3 separate regions of the Zea mays genome follow, and all the other regions are linked to region 2. The links are chromatin contacts, called in public Hi-C maps. All regions are on one chromosome and are shown on one strand. The core of a region is the stretch at or near the end of the contact, and the rest is flanking DNA. Distances in the headings are between cores, read along the strand shown.

Region 1 (2,796 bases), core at 18-2,517, 360 kb after region 2:
CAGGCTCCGTCGCGCCTCCGACAGCCACGACATCACGCCAGTAAGGTGCCAAGACCTCTCCGGCTGCCACATTGGCATGTACCTAGGGCGCTAGCTCTCTCTCCGCTAGACACGTAGCACTCTGCTACACCCCCCATTGTACACCTGGATCCTCTCCTTACGACTATAAAAGGGAGGACCAGGGCCTTCTTAGAGAAGGTTGGCCGTGCGGGACCGAGGACGGGACAGGCGCTCTCTTGGGGCCGCTCGCTTCCCTCACCCGCGTGGACGCTTGTAACCCCCCTACTGCAAGCGCACCCGACCTGGGCGCGGGACGAACACAAAGGCCGCGGGACTTCCACCTCTCTCACGCTCGACTCCGGCCACCTCGCCTCTCCCCCCTTCGCGCTCGCCCACGCGCTCGACCCATCTGGGCTGGGGCACGCAGCACACTCACTCGTCGGCTTTGGGACCCCCCTGTCTCGAAACGCCGACACTAGTCTTTTGAGCTCAAGTCTGGGTCTTGTGTGTGCGTATTTGCTGTGATCTTTGTGTTTTGTGTGAGTTGCTCATCCCTCCCTTACTCCGTGATTCTTTGTGAACATCAAAAGTGTAAGGGCGAGAGGCTCCAAGTTGTGGAGATTCCTCGCGAACGGGATAAGAAAAGAAAAGCAAAACACTGTGGTATTCAAGTTGATCATTGGATCACTTGAGAGGAGTTGAGTGCAACTCTCGTCCGTTGGGACGCCACAACGTGGAGTAGGCAAGCGTTGGTCTTGGCCGAACCACGGGATAAACCACTGTGTCATCTCTGTGTTGAACTCTTTGTGGTTATCGTATTGTGCAAGATCTTCTCTCTAGCCACTTGGTGATTATTGTGCTAACACTTAACCAAGTTTTGTGGCTTAAGTTTTAAGTTTTACAGGATCACCTATTCACCCCCCTAGGTGCTCTCAGTTACCGTTATTAAGCCATTTTCCACATTAATAATTCAATCACCGTTAATAAATGAGATTAATCTATACCATCTATTCTTAACAAAGAAAAAAAGGAAAAAAATCGATACAGGGCCTTGAATTATGTGGGCCCTGCCCTGAGCTCTAATATTGATTTGTGCCTAATTTCAAAGGCACCTACTCATGGCATAATGTGGGATCAAATCTTCATGCCATCCAACAACCAGGGAAACCCTCATACCTTTTGCAGAGGTTTTGCCGAGTCAATGATATATTTTGCTGAGTGCGGTGACTGGTGAGCCAAGCCCCGAAGCTAACACACAGCTTAGCTATAAGGCACCGAAAAGCACAAATTTATATATTTTTCTGATTATGAGAAACGGAGAGAAATGTTTTTTTCCCGCTGGCTTGCGCATGCCACATTGGGCTGCTACTGCCCAAATCACATGAGCCCACCCTGGCATTCACACTGGACATGGACACAAGCCCAGCAGACCCTTGGAACATGAAAACGGTGGTCAGATTACGCGGCATCGACTTGGTCTGGTCAACGAAATGCGGGTCGTCCAAGCTCCCCCGATTGACTGGCAACTGGCATGTGTATTTTGCAATCCAACCATGGCCTGAGCAAGAAACGGACCTGGAGGACACATGACCTTTGTTCTCTTCCATTACCTCATCTCCTGTGCTCCGATCCGATCATCCACTCCTGTGCAGATAGTGGACCGATCTGATGTGCTTATCAGCATCTGTAGGCGTTCGCCAGTGAGAGAGTAGTACTCGAGAGACCTATCGCAACAATGGCAGAGATGGTCGGGTCCGTCGTTGTCGGCGAGGTGGTCAACCGGACCTTCTCCTTCCTCATCAGCAAGCACAGCAGGGAGCGCCTGAGCACGCGGGAAGGCGTCGAGCGGCTGGAGATGGCGCACATCAAGATGGAGGCCGCGCTGGAGCTGTCCAGCCGCTGGCAGCACCACGCCACCGACGCCGACGCGTCCCTGCTCCGCTGGCGCCGGAAGCTGAGGCGCGCCGCGGACGAGTGCGACGCCGCGCTGCACCGGTGGAAGCTGCGGGAGCTGCAGGAGGAGGACGCCCGCGAGAGGCTGGCCCGGGCGCCGCTCCCGCGCCGCGTCGCGCACGCGGTCCTCTGCTTCCTCTCGGCGCTCCTGCTCCTCGCCCGCGCCCGCGGCGGCGGCGGCGACGACGACGCGTGCTCCCACGCCTGTGCCGCCGTCCGGAGGTTCGAGAGGCTGGCCAGCGGCGCCGCCGAGTTCCTCAGGTGCGTGGAGTTCGGCAGCGCGCCGCGGAGGTGCGGCGGCCTGTTCGGTGGCGGCCCCGTCGCTGGGAGGCTCGCGAGCTACGAGAGGCTGCAGCTGGGAGCTCCTCAGCAGCACCGTTTCTTGGGCGTCGGGCCCGCAAGTCCGGCGGAGGTTTGGGCGGACAGCAAGCCCTGCCGTGCTTACCCCAATCGTAGGCCGTCGTCGGGGAAGAAACTGCTGCTGGTGTGAAAAATGGCGAAGGCAACAGGAATACAGGATACACGATCTGCTCCGGTTCCAGACTTCCAGTCAAGCCAGCCAAGCAGGGCCATGTCACAGCAGCTCTGGCAGGAGGTTCCGTCTGGGCTCCGGACCGGAGAGCGCGCGGTCACTCTCAACTCCATGTGACGTTCGTATCTGCGCTGAAGGCGACAATTTTATGGCCCAACTTGTACACTGTACACCGTTGAAGTTCATCGAGTCTATGGTCAAAATTATCGTGTTTCGTGTCTTTTCAAGATTTCTGGATTGGGAATTTTAAGACCCTGTTTGGATCCATTAGGTCTCGAAACTGGTTTTTAAAAGCTAGAAATAGGTCTAGT
Region 2 (2,730 bases), core at 65-2,564:
TTCCACCACATGCACGTTTGAAGGAGAAAGGCGCCGAGCTCTCAACCATTTTATAATTTATTACATGAAGAGTACACTAGTAGAAAAAAACCCCTCCAAGCCTACGGAGCCATCTAATTTTTATAGACGGATTCGCTTACCATGTGTCAGTGTTATTTTTACTGACGGTACAGGCGGTTCGTTACGAAAACTGCCTGTATAAAACCGTGATTTGTACAGACGGTTTTCTTAATGAAACGTCTGTACAAATCAATTTCTACAGTTAAGAAACCGTCACTAAAAATTGCATCTAAATTTGTAAGATTTAAAATTCAAATTTTGCAAATGACCTCGGATGTAAAATCTGTCAATGTAGAAGTTGTAGAACTTCAAAAGTTATATAACTTTGTAGTTTACAATATTTTTATTTATATTCGTTTACAGTCTCAAACAAACAATTTACACTTAGTTGATTGTAATATATGGGCAACAAAACTATAGTCAGACAAAAAGAACGTCATATGCGGATCAGTAGATGAGGGTACGCGCGAGAGTAAGGTCGGGTTCGATTCCTAGGAATCGCGTAGCGAGCGAATTCTTCGTGAAAAATGTCGTGACTTGTGATTCGACTGTTTTAAAAACCTGTTTTATGTTTTCTGGAAATAATTTTCACTAACGGTTTTTTACGCGATTTTTACTGGTTTTCTTACATCAATCGTAAGTGGAAATCGATTTTCACTGACGGTCCTCAGTATCCGCATGTAATACTGGTCCCTAACACTGGCGGTTCTGAAAGACGACAATACAAATAGATTCATAACTGCCACTATAGAGCTTCTATGTACCCGTCGCAGAAAGCACGCTGAGGTCAACAAGCAGAGCAATAGGGAAACTCGTGCATCTCTCCTGTCTTGCTCGAACAATAGCCTGGGTGTATCAGCGAGAGATTTTTTGAAAGCTGTTTAGAGGCTCTAACCGTAACTGACCCGAGTTTCAAACATTCCCTAAGCTAATGAAATCCGCCAACTTTCAGATGACCACTCGAATTGTTTCAGACTACTAGTAGCTAAGATCTACGCGCACCCAGACCTGTGTTTTAGACGAAGAAACCTGGCAAGCTAGCTGCAAAAGTATGGTTACTTCTGGACGGGACCACTGAAGCTAGTCGGCAATCGGTGAATCAGATATGAATCATGGTCAGTTACTCAGTTCCAACAGGATGGGGTAGTATGGGCGCATGGCCACATTGCCGAGATAAGGTATGGACATGGAATTATTCGGAGGCCTAGGCAACTGCCCATCTCCTCTGTGAGCCCAAAACCGATGCCTGATGAAAAAGGACAGGGGCCACATAAATGGGCCGGTCCATTTGGATACTGCTGCAGGCCCGGGGCAGTAGTATTGCCAAATGAGGTGGCGGATCTTGCACGAGGGCCGTGCTTCTGTATGCTACACGCTTAAAAACAAAATCGAGGAAAAAAACAGAAGGAGCGACCAGGTAAGCAATACTGAGGGGTCGACGACTATTCTGGCACTTGCTACCGGCGGCGGCACTGGCGACCACTCCGCCATCAGCAAACGGGACTTCCTCCCCGGCGAGCAGGTATGTAAGAGGACCCCGCATCCACCACCCGCTAAGCTGCCCCCGTCTCCGTCCCTCGTATCCCACTCTGTTCCGGCGGTGAGCAAGTCAAGATCCAATCAAGGTAGCCGACCCACACCTCTCCCAGGCAGCGGTCCCGTCGCGGATCTACAGCTTCTTGTAGGCTCCGTTTCAGCAGATCTGAACCCTGATGCTCACAGCGTGGAGCATCATAGCCTAGCCGGCTACAGCACCTCCCTTTGTCACGCCACGAATGGTTCGGCTGCTTCGATGGCAACAATCCTGCGCTCGACAAATCAACAGTCGTCAATCAAGCGCGTGCGCTTTGCTGATCTCGTCAGAGGAAGGGGATCCTCTCCTGCAAGCATTCACTCCCCGCCACCGGCCAAATCCTGCCTCAGATTTGGGCGGCAGGATGTTCCTGCAGTGAACGGCGCTGACCATACCGCTGCTGCTCCCGGGGATTCAATTCCTTCCACTCTGCCCGACCAATCCGGTTCTAGGTGGACAACTGTTCATTACAAGCGCAGACTCCGTCCGGCGGGTGAAGCATTACCTACATCAAATTCAAAGGTACTTTCAAGACGCCCAACAACCAGCGCCTCTCTTAAAATCCCTCGAGCAACCAGCGGGCTACTGGCAAGCATGCAGAATAAATGCTTTCGTTGCCTTGCTCGGGGTCACCGTGCAGCTGAGTGCAGGGACCCGGTGAAATGCTTCAAGTGTGGTCGTTCGGGCCATAAAAGCTGGCACTGCCCTCAGAACTACAAGGCGTCCAAGACCACAACTCCACAACCACCCTCAGTACAGCCACAAGCACCTCCTCCCTCGGATCATTCCAATTTCCCGCCTCTTGGCAATTGGACGATGGCCTTCAGAAGCAGCACCGCAATACGCCCAGAGGAGTCTTTCGCTGTGGCGCACTCTTGCGGCGACATGGACATTGAGTTGGATCATCTGGCCTCTCATGCTGTCTGGGCATGGCTGGGGCGAGACAGACCGGCGATCGGCATCGACGTCATCAAGAAAGCTTTCTGCTCTAGATTTGCTGTACTGCCGGTTGACATCACGGTGGCCAGACACTACCCAGAAGACTTCTTCATCACCTTCGTCCATCGTCACCACAGAGATGCAGCAGTGGCGTGTAG
Region 3 (2,700 bases), core at 109-2,608, 300 kb after region 2:
AGAAAGTTTATTAGTTGAGGAAGATAAAATTGACTTTTTCCGTCGGGATATTTGTTGGTGCTTCTGAATAATCGGCCCAACCCAACCCAACAGTCCTACAAGGAGAAGAAAATACTCCCACCAGTAGCACGAAACCAAGGATGTAACAAAGTGTGCGCGGAAAATGGAGGCATAACAATATAGTATAATAATATATAAATAGCAATAAATCTGAACATTACAGGGGCAAGTGTCCCACAGTAACCACACTCATGTCATCTCTGGCATAAAGCTAAAAAGAATGCATCCGCACAAGTGAATCGATCGATGTGATGTGGGTCCTACACAGAAGAAACGCATTCGCCAGAGCCATCCGAGATCTAGGCGAGCAGAGCCGCCGCACCCAGCGCCACCGCGACGGCCGACGACACCATCACGCCCGCCTGTGTCCTCCCTGCGGCGCCCTGCACGGCATACCAAAACGTTCTGACCGCGTTAGGCTGATAAACAAACCAATTCGTCGTAACATGTGAAGTTTTGCACGCGATCAGAGGACAGGTCGTCAGGGTTCATCAGGCATTCGCTCGGGTTATTTTTATGTTTCGTGCGCGATCAGAGGACACTGTCATTGAGGCAGAGAGGAACGGTAATAAATGTGGCTAGCAAGCGTACCGCGGTGTCGGCAGCGGCGGCGGCGTCGCCACTGGGTCCGGGGGCCTCGGCCGCGGACGTGGGCGCGTCGGCGGTCTTGGGCTTCTTCGCGACGGGGGCCGGAGCAGGGGCAGAAGCGCCCTTCTTCTTCTTCGTCTTGTCCTTGGAGGAAGACGACGGCTTCTTCTTCTTGGCGGGCGCGGGGGCGGGGGCCTCGGCGGGCTTGGTCTCCGGCGCCGGCGCCGCGGAGGGCACCTCGGGCACGGGCGCGGGAGGCGCGGCGGCCGGAGGTGTCGCCGCGGGGGGAGTGGCGACGGGCGCAGGCGCGGCAGCGGCCGGGGCCGGGGCGGCGGCCTTGGTGTGGGGCGCGGGGGCCTTGGGCTGCGGCTTGGCTGGCGCCGCTGCGGGGGCCGGGGTGGTTGGCGCGGCGGCCGGCGCTGCTGATGGGCTACTGGCCTTGGAGGAGGACTTGGGAGCGGGCGCAGCCGGGGTGGCGGACGGCGCGGCGGTGGGCGTGTCCTTGGAGGGCTTGGGCGGCGCCTTGGCTGGCGCGGCCGCGGGGGACTGCGCGACGGAGCTAGTGGCGAAGAGCAGGCAGAGGAGCGCGGCGTAGAGGACGACGGTGGCCCGCGCCGCCATTGCGAACGTTGTGAGCGCGCTGCTGCTGCTGCTCTGCTCTGTGGTGCTGTGCCTGTGCGAGTGCCAACCGTGGGAGGCTTGGGGCGGAGAGCGAGTGTGCCAGTGCCACGCGCAGGATAAGTAGGCGGAGACTCGATGCAGTGCAGGACTGCAGGTGCAGCGCGGCTTGGGGGCTCGCGGACGGGACGAGACAGCCGGGAACCGCACGGACGGACGCGGCCACGTGGTGGGGTGGCGTCGTAGCGTGCCGTTGGGGTGCTGCATTCCGTTGGGCCGGTAGTTGCGCGCGGAGCCAGACAGAGGCAGGCCAGGGCGCTCGCTCGCTGTCGCTTTCGCTGGGTTCCGAGGGGACGCCACGGCTGTGTCGGGAGCCGTTGCTGCGGAGTGTCGGCGGGGTTTCCGGACAGAAATAATGACCCACGCATCGTGGGTTCCTTCCCTCCTCCATCAGTCCATCCCAAGATGAAGGTGAAGCCAAGGCGAAGGTCAGGTCCTCCTGCCTTGACGCCAGCATAGCCCCAGTTTGGTTTGGAAAATTTAATCACTTCTAGTCTATAAATAAAGAAATAAATATGGTGATTAAAGTGGGATTACTAAACTTTATTTCTTTAGTCACCAAGAGATAACTAAAAGAGACTAAAGTAAGATTTTTACCTTATTTGCTCTCTTCACCTTCTTCTTGCTGCAAACATCTACTAATTAATAGGGATACATCATTATTCACATCAATTAATACTCTTTAGTATGGTTTAGTCACTGAATCTAAATAGGGTATTTTAGTGACTAAACTTTAGTTCGGTGACTACATGAGCCAAACAGGGCACACTTTAGTATGGTTTACACTGTCTGCACTGGTATCCGCCGAACACAGGGGCAGACCCAGAACAAAACAAGAGTGAGGGCACACTTATAAAGATAGACACCAAAATACTAAAACAAGGGCATCTCAATTAAGCTCAGCATGGAATTTAATGGTGAAAATGTAGACACTAAACTTGTAACAAAGCAATGAGCGTGGATCTAAGCTCTCACTCCCTTATATGTAGCTCCGCCCTTAGCCGATTAGCGCTAGGAGAGGCCTGCATATTACGATATAAGAGGAAAAGTGTACAGTCTAGATGACGTGGCTGCATATTACGATATAGGAGGAAAAATTAAGTAGCTGTGAAAAAGTTGTTGTGAGCTGACGATTGTGAAAAACTGAAAAATGTTTAGTTGAAACAACTATTAACTATAGATTTTATAAGAGTGTGACAGCTTATAATATGAATGATAGAAATCTAAAAAATCTAGGGTATGAGGTGATTCTGAATTGAACTAGAGAAATATATTATGCTATTGTACCTGTTTAGTTGAGATTCTAGATTTTTAGTACTGAATCTAGTTAAGAAAGATGAGCCAAACACGCCCTTATATATGCACGGATACTCC

The links. A called contact is a pair of places that touch in the nucleus more often than the background predicts.
Region 1: a Hi-C map of ear shows a contact between it and region 2, with 2.6 times the contacts expected there. The contact joins the promoter of LOC103639069 here to the enhancer-like site in region 2. A contact is called at or near these places in 2 of 25 Hi-C or Micro-C datasets (bundle sheath and ear).
Region 3: a contact with region 2 is called in a Hi-C map of ear, with 2.2 times the contacts expected there. The contact joins the promoter of LOC100286060 here to the enhancer-like site in region 2. A contact is called at or near these places in 2 of 25 Hi-C or Micro-C datasets (ear and tassel).

What each region holds. Positions count from the first base shown.
Region 1 is chr9:130,296,256-130,299,051 of Zm-B73-REFERENCE-NAM-5.0, reverse strand. LOC103639069 reads left to right here and starts at 1,267. Exons shown (of 1, transcript XM_008661862.4): 1 at 1,267-2,796. The coding sequence starts at 1,736. The coding sequence ends at 2,443.
Region 2 is chr9:130,661,260-130,663,989 of Zm-B73-REFERENCE-NAM-5.0, reverse strand. No RefSeq gene overlaps it. Among protein-coding and RNA genes, the nearest start is that of LOC100278439, 19 kb to the left of the region's middle. Within about 2 kb of position 1,314, at least 18 of the 20 cell types and tissues checked have an H3K27ac peak or open chromatin away from gene starts, as enhancers often do. A contact at or near this core is called in bundle sheath, ear and tassel, where this site is marked.
Region 3 is chr9:130,357,954-130,360,653 of Zm-B73-REFERENCE-NAM-5.0, reverse strand. LOC100286060 (transcriptional regulatory protein algP) reads right to left here and starts at 1,358. Exons shown (of 2, transcript NM_001372382.1): 1 at 652-1,358; 2 at 186-443. The coding sequence starts at 1,269. The coding sequence ends at 360.